3 separate regions of the Zea mays genome follow, and all the other regions are linked to region 2. Evidence: chromatin contacts called from public Hi-C data. All regions are on one chromosome and are shown on one strand. Each heading gives the region's core, a stretch centred on a gene start, on an enhancer-like site or on the middle of the called end of the contact. The rest is flanking DNA. Distances are from core to core; before and after follow the strand shown.

Region 1 (3,022 bases), core at 108-2,607, 150 kb before region 2:
AACCACGCACGGTGGAGCAACAATTTTTTATTGTTTTTTTTCTTACCGGATGGAACAGCTGGGCTGCATCCGGAGTGACCAGCGATCCAGGTGGAATTGAAGGCGGTGGCGTCAGCAACGTTTTGTGATGCAAGGGATCACCTGATCCGCCGCGTACACCCGCTCCCGTTGTCGCAATCGGAGACGGCAATATCGGATCAGCACCTCCAGCCATAACAATCGTCAAGGAATTAGGGGAGGAGCATCGAGGCGATTCAAGGTGCGGCAGCGACGGTGGGGCCATGGATCTAGGGTTAGAGGATCGGAGGAAGGAGGAGACGGCGGCGGCGCGGTGACAGGGATGTGATCGGTGGCTGCGGGGTATAGGGTGGCGCGAGGTCAGGGAGGCGCGCGGCGGCGGCGGGAGGCAGGGAGGCGCGGGAACAAGACGGCCGAGGGCACGATGAGGCTTGATCGGGGTGTATTTATATATTACGCCTGGGTGCATTCAATATAGAGAATGCACCCAGGTGCATTTTAGTGCTGTCGTATATATATATATATATATATATATATATATATATATATATATATATATATATATATATATATATATATATATATATATATATATATATATATATATATATATATATGATATATTTTAGAGTATGACAAATATATACGTATAAAAATTTAAAATAAAATGTCTCTAATATATTTATCTATGTATAGAGGACGATATATAGATGACGCTGTTCAAAAGTAATAGATGACGCTGCTCAAAAGTAAGGTGATATGGAGAAGAATATAAACAGCCGACACAGAGTACGAATATAGAGGATGTTGGTGTGGACCGTATAAGAGAGATCGACGGATTGCCATAGAAGATGGCCGAGAGCTACTGCAGCCACGTAATACTTATACACGGATATATGCACGTACTGTACATAGCTAAACTAGGACATGGAAACGAAAATCAAGATTCAAGGGCCCTGCACTGCACCCGGCAGGCAGGGCAGGAGTGACCGGGCGGGGACGGCAATGGTTGGCGGGCGTGGATCAGCGTCACGTCGGCTCGCCTGGCCGGCCGCACGCGCGCACGAAGTCGTGCGCAGACGAGGATTCCTACCCGGTGTCCGCTGGCTCACCCACCCCTCTGCTCGCGTCGGAACAATCTCGCGTGTGATTGCGTGTCGCTTTTCCTCATACAGCGCCGGGCGCGCGATCAACTTTCTGTACTTTTTAATAAGAGGAGGGGGGGGCGGGGCACGCCGAGTGTCCGCCGTGCAGGACGGTGCCTCTGGATTCTCCGGGTAATAGGATGCATCCACCCACTGCCCAACGTTGTCAAGGGCATATAAATGGGCTTCCCGCTACCTGCCTATCCGGCCTAGCTAGGCCTGTCCGATTAGTACAGGAGCTGGCTGTACCCTGTCCATGCATCAGGCCAGGAAAGCAAGCCCTAGCTACCTACGAGTAGTACCAGTAGCTTGTCCATCGACAACAGTGAGCTTGCTTGCTAGGCCGTCCATTCTGAATGGACACAGGACACAGTGAGTCACTGGAGTTTTGGATTCGTTTAATAATTCAGACCAAAAAAAAAAAAGCCGTTCACGTCCGAATCACAGGAGGAACAGTACTTAAAAACTTGTTTATATTAGACCCAAGTTGTAGAAACCGATGCGGATTAAAGCCAAACAAACATGTTTTGACATATTTGTTTCAGCTTATAGAAATCTAGATTATATAATCCAAATTATAATATGTTGAGATTGTAATCTGTATGTACCTGTTTGGTAGTCTTGATTATACGTATGTAGATTATTATTCTCGCATAGACAAAGTCAATAATACCCTCTTTTGTTTAGTCGTCTTCCTTTTTCCTTTTTACGGTTCTCTAGCATTCTATCGATTCATACACCTATTTGCAAAATTGTAAATTAAAATTATATCATTCCATACACCTTATTTTTCCACTAGAAAGTACTCTCTCCTAGCAAACAATGCATTGGCATCTAGTATTGAATGTTATTCATGTCTCCCTCTCCCCCATCATATCCCAATTGGCTTGTATTAGCTTGATTAGTTCAAGCATTAGACATGCAGTTCTCATCTCGATCACGCTGATCAAAACTCTTCGTCAGCTGTCCTACTGTCCTAAATGAAATTATGTAGAGCCATGTATGCATGCATTATTTTTTATGTGAACACAAGGTGGACTTGTCCCTTGTGGTTCGGCGTAACACCCTGAATTTAGGGTATAAAATTTCTTTCTAAATATCTACCAAATTTAGGTGTTACTCTTATATCTCTCTCTAGCTTCTCTTTCTTTTCCTTTTTAGTAGATTTAGCTTAATTAGTGAGTGATTAATTATTTATTTTTGTTAATTAAAATATTATGAGTCAGGAAATGTTTGCATCATGCTGAGCTTAAATATTCTTTGAATTGTTGCACATGTTTGAATTAGTTTGAATTTGAAATTTGGTTTGAATTTGAATTGAAAACCTAGAGAAAATAAAATAGAAAAACAATTAGAAATTTCAGGAAAAAAGAAAACTCTAATTCGGCCCAGGTCTGCCCAAACCGGCTGTTGGGGGTTAGCTTCGTCGCCGAAGGTCATGTAAGAAGAAATACATTTGGAAGATCAACACAGAAGCAACGCCGAAGCTACCATCCAGGGAGCTTCGGCATAGTGACACGCCTTGAGACGAAGGGTTGCACCGACTTAAAGATCAAAAGACCGATTGGTCCATGATAATCTGTGTCATGATTGTAACCAGTTATAAAGGACATGAATGTAAATCCACACAGGCTGCCCCCGGTGCCTATAAATAGATGAACAGCACCCCCGTACTGTTCACGCTGACTTGTACTCGCTTGTGCATCACGCTTGTATTTTCTGTCTTCTGTCAAGCCGAACGTACAAATGTAATTCAATATTGCTCTCATTCATTTGTAATTATATAGTAAAGACATATTATGATGTCATATAATTATCCATGTTATTTCCCATATTTCATATGCTTCGTCTTTTATTGA
Region 2 (3,205 bases), core at 425-2,924:
GGCATCAGGGCTCCGCGCCTGGGAGATAGATCATCTCATCTACTCTACTACTAGTCTACTACCCAGGCAACTCAAAGCAATGCAAGAGAGCCTGTTTATTGTTGGGACTCGTACCCCGCCCAGCAGCTCTGCACATTTAACAATCCCACTCATGCTTTTGTTTCTTATTATTATTATTATTATTACAAAAAAAAAAGAAAATAGGCCGAACCTGCTGCCTGAAACCCGCATGCACCACCTGCAGGGGCCTCTATTTAATTTGCGCTGGTCTCGTACTTGACGTTGCGTCCTGCTGCTCCTTTGAGATTCCTGCTGGAAGATTGCGATCTCTGCCTTCTTTTCTTTTCTTCTTTTTTTTTAAAAAAAACAAAAGGCATCAGTTTGAGTACTTTTATTGGCTAAGTACGAAAACATTAACTCCCGGTCAAGAGAAAGGTGGTGTGTGTTTGTGCGTGCGTGCGTGTGTGTTTAATAAGGCCCAGCAGCCTCCCTGAGCTGGTCGTTTTATATGGCCAGTCAAGCGTTGCAGAGTAGTATATTGTCTATGCATTACTACTTGACTAAGCAGCCACTGAACTCTGCACAGGTCTACTTGGCCCTCAGAGTACACATTATTCACCGGCCAGTCGTCGTGCAAAGAGCACAGTTTCTGTTACCGCTGATGATTGGATGCCGTAATTAATAGCCGGTTCCCATTCCCGTCCAGATTTCCATCGCGATTCGCGAGGAAAAGCGTCCGTGTGTGTGTACACGCGCTTCAAACTGTTGGGCGCATGTACACGTACGTACGCTCGGACGTACCGATCCACTGTTGAGAGTGAAAACTGAATGGGGAGGGGGAGAGAGAGAAGAAAGAGAAAGAGACCAGTAGCAAGTAGTAGTAGATCGACGATCAGGCAGGCGGGCTACAGTGCTAACCTTCTCTCTCTCTATCTCTCTCTGGCCGTGCGTCGTCCTTGCAAGCCACACATGTGGTGAGATGACATCTACACGTGCGGTGGGGACGCCCGATGCTTTGTTAAACTCGGTGAAAGCCATGAGAGATGGCAGCGGGCGGTGTGGTGGTAGTAGTAGACAGCTGGGACAGTGACAAGCCTTGCGTGCAGTAAGATCTTCTGCGCCCTTACCTTAATTACCCCTCCTCCGCCTCCAGTTTTTACCGCGCGAACCCTAGTAAAATAACTCCCGCCAGTGTGCTCTCTCTCTCTCTCTACGACTATTTTTCACCCCTTCTTTCCCAGTTCCGTGCCTTGCACTTCGCCTTTTCAAAAAGCTTTTGCCATATGCAGTACACATGTGTTAATAGAGTAGTAACTTTCTTTTCTTTTGCAAACTGATTGAGATCCAAAGCAAGCAAGCAAGCAAGCTGTATGTACTTGCAAACAACACCCTTGGTAGCTATCCCCCTCCCGTGCCCGTGCCCGTGCCCGTGCCCTGCAATCCCCGACCCGGAGCAGCAGCCACCACCGGCGCGGCGTCCCGCGAGCCAGCACAGACGATCCCTCCCCATTCCCGCCCGCACTGCCCAGCACCAGGAGGAGCAGCTAGCCTATCCAACAGTGAAAAGCACACACGCGTTCCGGACTCCGGACTACGCCCGGCCCTCCCCTCCCCTCCCCCTCCTCCTGCGGTTTTTAGACAGGGGAGTGCGTGCGCCCGAGCGATCCGTCCATCTGACGGGAATGAGAGGGTGCGTGCGTGCGTGGGGGAGAGTGAGATGCCTGCCTCCCTGTAGCGTGTAGGAGTAGCTCTGGCCTCTTCCTCTACCTCCAGCCGTGCGGTTTTCTGCTGCGGAAGAAACGGGAGCAGTGTCGCTCGTCCCGCTCGCGCGCACATCCTCAACTCGTCTCCGTCTCTCCCGCGGCAACTGACGACGATGCCGTGCTCGTCGCCGGCCCCGACATGGCTGCTGCGAGTGTCGCCAGCGGCTGCCGCGGCCGACCAGGCCGCCGCCTCGTCCTCGTGCTCATCCAAGGGCGGAGGCCGCGTGCTCACGGCCGGTACCACCACCATGGACACGGCCGCCACCGCTGCCGCCGGCGGCAATGCCGCCGACCTCCAGGAGAGCAGCAGCAGCGGCCAGTCCCGGCTCGCGGCGCGCGGCCACTGGCGCCCAGCGGAGGACGCCAAGCTCCGTGAGCTCGTCGCGCTGTACGGGCCCCAGAACTGGAACCTCATCGCCGAGAAGCTGGACGGCAGATCCGGTACGCGCGTCCATCATCATCATCTTGCATTGTGGTAATCTCATCTGACTGACCTCAGCCTCAGGCTCAGCTGCACCGATCATCCATCCCCATACAAAGACACTGTATACATACATTTTAACAACAACAAGGTTTAGCTCCGCATGGCCTATTACTGCAATGCTTGCTGCGCAGGGAAGAGCTGCCGCCTCCGCTGGTTCAACCAGCTAGACCCCCGGATCAGCAAGCGCCCCTTCAGCGACGAGGAGGAGGAGCGCCTGATGGCTGCGCACCGCTTCTACGGCAACAAGTGGGCCATGATCGCGCGCCTCTTCCCCGGCCGCACGGACAACGCCGTGAAGAACCACTGGCACGTCATCATGGCGCGCAAGTACCGCGAGCAGTCCACGGCCTACCGCCGCCGCAAGCTCAACCAGGCAGTCCAGCGGAAGCTCGAGGCAGCCTCCGCCGCGGTCGCAATGCCGCCGGGCGCGGGCGCGGGAGACGTCGCCGTCGGCCAGCACCACCACCTGCTGGCCGCCGCCGCGGCGGCCCACGCCCACGACGCCGCCTACAGCTTCGCCGCGGACCCCTACGGCTTCGGCATCCGCCACCAATACTGCACCTTCCCGTTCCCGCCAGGCGCCGCTTCGGCTGAGGACCCGCCGCCGCCAACGCAAATACATCCCTTCTGCTTGTTCCCTGGTGAGCACTCCGGCAATCCCTACCCGGCCCGCCATTACCTGCTAGCACGACACCGCACTCGCACGCCACGGATGGGATGATGTATGTATGACAGGCGGGCCCCTGCTGGCACAGTAACTCCCGGCTGATTGTTGCCCCCCACCGAGTCCGGCCGGCAACACTGGCTAACAGACGAGCTCGAGAAGCTCGCGGAGCCCATCTATGAGCGAGTGCGACGGGGACTGGTCTAGTGTTCTCCTAGCCGCCAGTGATGGATCATGGATTTTCTTTTATTTTTACTGTGACCTAGCCGGGCTTTGTTTACAGTGTTCGTGTGA
Region 3 (3,226 bases), core at 650-3,149, 130 kb after region 2:
TCTATTTTTTCTATACTTAACAGTGAACCAACATTAGGTATAAGAAATATTAAAAATTGAGGGGGCATGGCCCCTTTGCCTACTATGTAGATCCGCCCCACGATCTGGACTAATGGGCTTCCCTGGTCTGCACACGCGCGCACGGCCTGTGTTTGTTGGTTGTTGATGAATGATCTGTAGGTTGTTTTCCCAGGTAGCATCGGGAGGTTGTTTCACTTTGTAATAGGACGCTATTTTCTTCACACCACAGAAGTAGCTTCCGAATAAGGGCTTGTTCGTTTTGCTCTCAATCCATGTGGATTGGGTGGGATTGGATGGGTTTCAATTCCAAACAAGTCAAAATCTTTCACAATTTTTTTCAATCCCATCCAATCCACATGGGATAGGAATAACCGAACAAGCCCTAATGTGGTTGCTTACCATTCTCAGGGCTTCCGAGTAGGTTGAGTTGTTTTTAGCTAGAAGTCGTACGTGCTTGATTTATATTAATTATAAGTCTACTAGTTCTCGTACTAATACATGTGTTTCCACATTGAACCATACGCTGGCAAGCCAGAAGTAAGCGCACAAAACGAAACCCCATGCATGGGGATATACAGATGATACTGATCAAACGATCTCTACCCTTAATATCCCCTTCAGCTAATGTACATACCAGTCACTCCTCAGCCCTCGCTCCCTTCAGACCATGCATGCATTGCAACACGGCCCGAATCTGTACCCTCCAGATAGATTAACAACACACACAAACTGATCCAGAAAGGAACTTAAGGTTTCAATGTTTGCCTTCCAGTCCATATCAGCTCACCAGCGATGGATCGTATCCCTCCTCGACCTCGACTCAACCGGAGAAGGTCTGGATGATGGTGTTGTGCCATGGGTCAGACAGGTGCTGCAGCAGGTTGTCGAAGGGCCCCTTGCCGGTGACGTTGTGCTGGATCAGGAAGCCCAGGAACGCCAGCATCGCCAGCCTCCCTGCACGCAGAACCGGATGATGAGATCATAACCGTCGTCAGAGAAGGATCGGAAAGTGGCCGACGGTACTACTACTACTACTACTCACCGTTGGCGAGCTCCTTCTCCTTGGCCTCGAGCGTGGGCGCGAAGTTGAGCGGGTTGAAGACGCTGCCCGGGTAGCCGCACTCGTGCGGCGGCAGGCTGTAGCTCTTGAAGATGGGGTCCTGGTTGACGCTGCCGGGGTTCTTGATGTCCTGCCACCGCCGGATCTCCACGTAGTGGAACAGGATGAACTCGACCACGAACAGCGTGGACGACGACGCGAAGTACTCCGACTTGCCGGCGTCGTACCACTGCGGCGCGTTGATCAGCCCGGCTTTGGTCAGCACCTCCGGGATGAGCATCCCGGCCACGCCAAGCATGGCCCACCGGCCGTTCACCAGCTCCGCCTGCACGAACCACCGCAGGTTCTCGGGGTCCTCCGCCAGGCCCAACGGGTCGAAGCCATTGTCACCCGCCAGGCTGCGCGCGCGCGGTACGTACACGTACATACATGGGCGATGGGCATGTCGTCAGTCATCTGCCAGCCATCGCTGCGGGCGGGCTATCCAGTGTGGCCAGACCAGAGTTAGCAAAAGAAGCACTGACCTGCCGTCGAGGTAGGAGGGGGAGGGAAGGCCGGGGAGCCACTCGCCCTTGGCCTCCGCCTTGAGGCTGCGCCTCGTGGGAGACGCGGTGCGGCCGAGGCGGCTAGAGTGGCCAAGGAAGGCCGACGACGACTTGAGCGATGCCGACGACGGGCGAAGGGCCGCTACCGGGGCGCGGGCGGTGACGGACGCCATGCTTCCCGGGGACTGGGAGCGAGGAGATGGATGGAGTGGCGGAGGGAGATCAAGCACGTTGGTTTTTTGCCGCCACGAGCAAGCCTGGTTTGTATTAAACTGCCGCCTGCCGGGCCGGGGCGGCGGGTGTGGCCAGGAGACGCCGGCTGCGGCCGACGGCGGAGATACGCCGTGCGGACGGATCGGACGGACGGGATGCTGTCTGATACGTGTGTGGCCAATGAGAAGCCCCGTCTCTTATCCAGCCAGCGTTATCCTTATCCGGATGCAGGGAGGGATACGGGGGAATCAATGAGAGTGTTGCCATTGGATGGGAGTGTCAGCCATGGCTAGTGTTGGCTGCCACGTCGGACAGGCAGGCGTGAGGAATGTCTGGTCCAGATCGATCCTGTTTAGATTATTTAGCGCTGCGGTGGCCTAGGAAAAAAACATCGATCGCAATCATGGCACTGACCGACCGACAAGAGTATCTTCCTGCACGGCAAAAATTTTTGGATCAACGGTTGACTTGGAGCCCAACAGGCAACAGTAGCCAGTTTTGGATCAACGGTTGACTTGGAAGCCAACAGTAGCCTCTTGGTGCTGTACTGCTTTTTAGTTGGATCGTTTCGCGGGATTACAACGTTTGCGTTGTTCATTACTTGTTTGCAGCATTGTGTGATGGGTGTCAATTGATTGCGTTGTTTATTGTTTGTTTTGTCGCACAGGGTGATGGGTTGGCATGGGAACGGATATGAAGAATAAACAGCACATTTCCATACAAAATGTGCCCAAGTTAAAGTTCTGAATCGGAATGATTCAGCAGTACGTTCTCGGTGCTCCAGTACTCTACCATAGCACTGCTTGCTACAAAAGGCACGGCAAGACCAAAAGCAAAGCGCAGTTTTTTTTAAAAAAAAAAGATGCGTAAGAGATTCTTGAGGCATCAAAACTACTCCAACATATCTCACCACCAATATACCATGCAAGCTAATAGGTAAACACTATCTTTGACAGTTTTACAGACACAGCAGACGCTGATGCATTCTTGCGAAGGGCGCTCGCAAGTTACAAGTGCTACAGCGCACTTGCAAAATTCGCAAGATTGCATTTGCGGACCACAATTGTCGCAGGTAACAATGCCTGATTGCTCTCTGATAATATTGAACCAAAACCGCTTACTTCGGGTAGTAAATCGATTGGCCAGCTGGTGGTGCGTGCGGCGGAGCACCAGGGGGCATGCTATACTGTGTCATCTGCTGCGAAGCCTGAAATGCTACTGGTGGGGCACCGGAACTCGATCCAATAGCAGGATAGTGAGGCATGGAGTTGGCCATTAATGGTTGGTTGGGGTATGCAGTCGATGCAGATGCAAAACTCCCTGCCTGCATGTTAGGATTCCAAGCAGCCACCTGTCCAACTCCAATAGGAGTTGAAGTCGCTGTGCT

Evidence for each region. Hi-C and Micro-C count contacts between places; a contact is called where the count stands out from the background.
Region 1: a Hi-C map of ear shows a contact between it and region 2, with 2.2 times the contacts expected there. The contact joins the enhancer-like site here to the promoter of LOC100273887 in region 2. A contact is called at or near these places in 2 of 25 Hi-C or Micro-C datasets (ear and tassel).
Region 3: a contact with region 2 is called in a Hi-C map of tassel, with 2.6 times the contacts expected there. The contact joins the promoter of LOC100284001 here to the promoter of LOC100273887 in region 2. A contact is called at or near these places in 3 of 25 Hi-C or Micro-C datasets (ear, leaf and tassel).

What each region holds. Positions count from the first base shown.
Region 1 is chr1:218,261,479-218,264,500 of Zm-B73-REFERENCE-NAM-5.0, forward strand. No RefSeq gene overlaps it. Among protein-coding and RNA genes, the nearest start is that of LOC100273887, 150 kb to the right of the region's middle. Within about 2 kb of position 1,358, at least 16 of the 20 cell types and tissues checked have an H3K27ac peak or open chromatin away from gene starts, as enhancers often do. A contact at or near this core is called in ear and tassel, where this site is marked.
Region 2 is chr1:218,411,892-218,415,096 of Zm-B73-REFERENCE-NAM-5.0, forward strand. LOC100273887 reads left to right here and starts at 1,675. Exons shown (of 3, transcript NM_001367343.1): 1 at 1,675-2,204; 2 at 2,379-2,888. The coding sequence starts at 1,877.
Region 3 is chr1:218,540,723-218,543,948 of Zm-B73-REFERENCE-NAM-5.0, forward strand. It overlaps LOC100284001, which reads right to left and starts at 1,900. Exons shown (of 3, transcript NM_001156899.2): 1 at 1,606-1,900; 2 at 1,064-1,479; 3 at 457-975. The coding sequence starts at 1,799. The coding sequence ends at 842. It overlaps LOC100217199, which reads right to left. Exons shown (of 11, transcript NM_001143558.1): 11 at 2,663-3,226.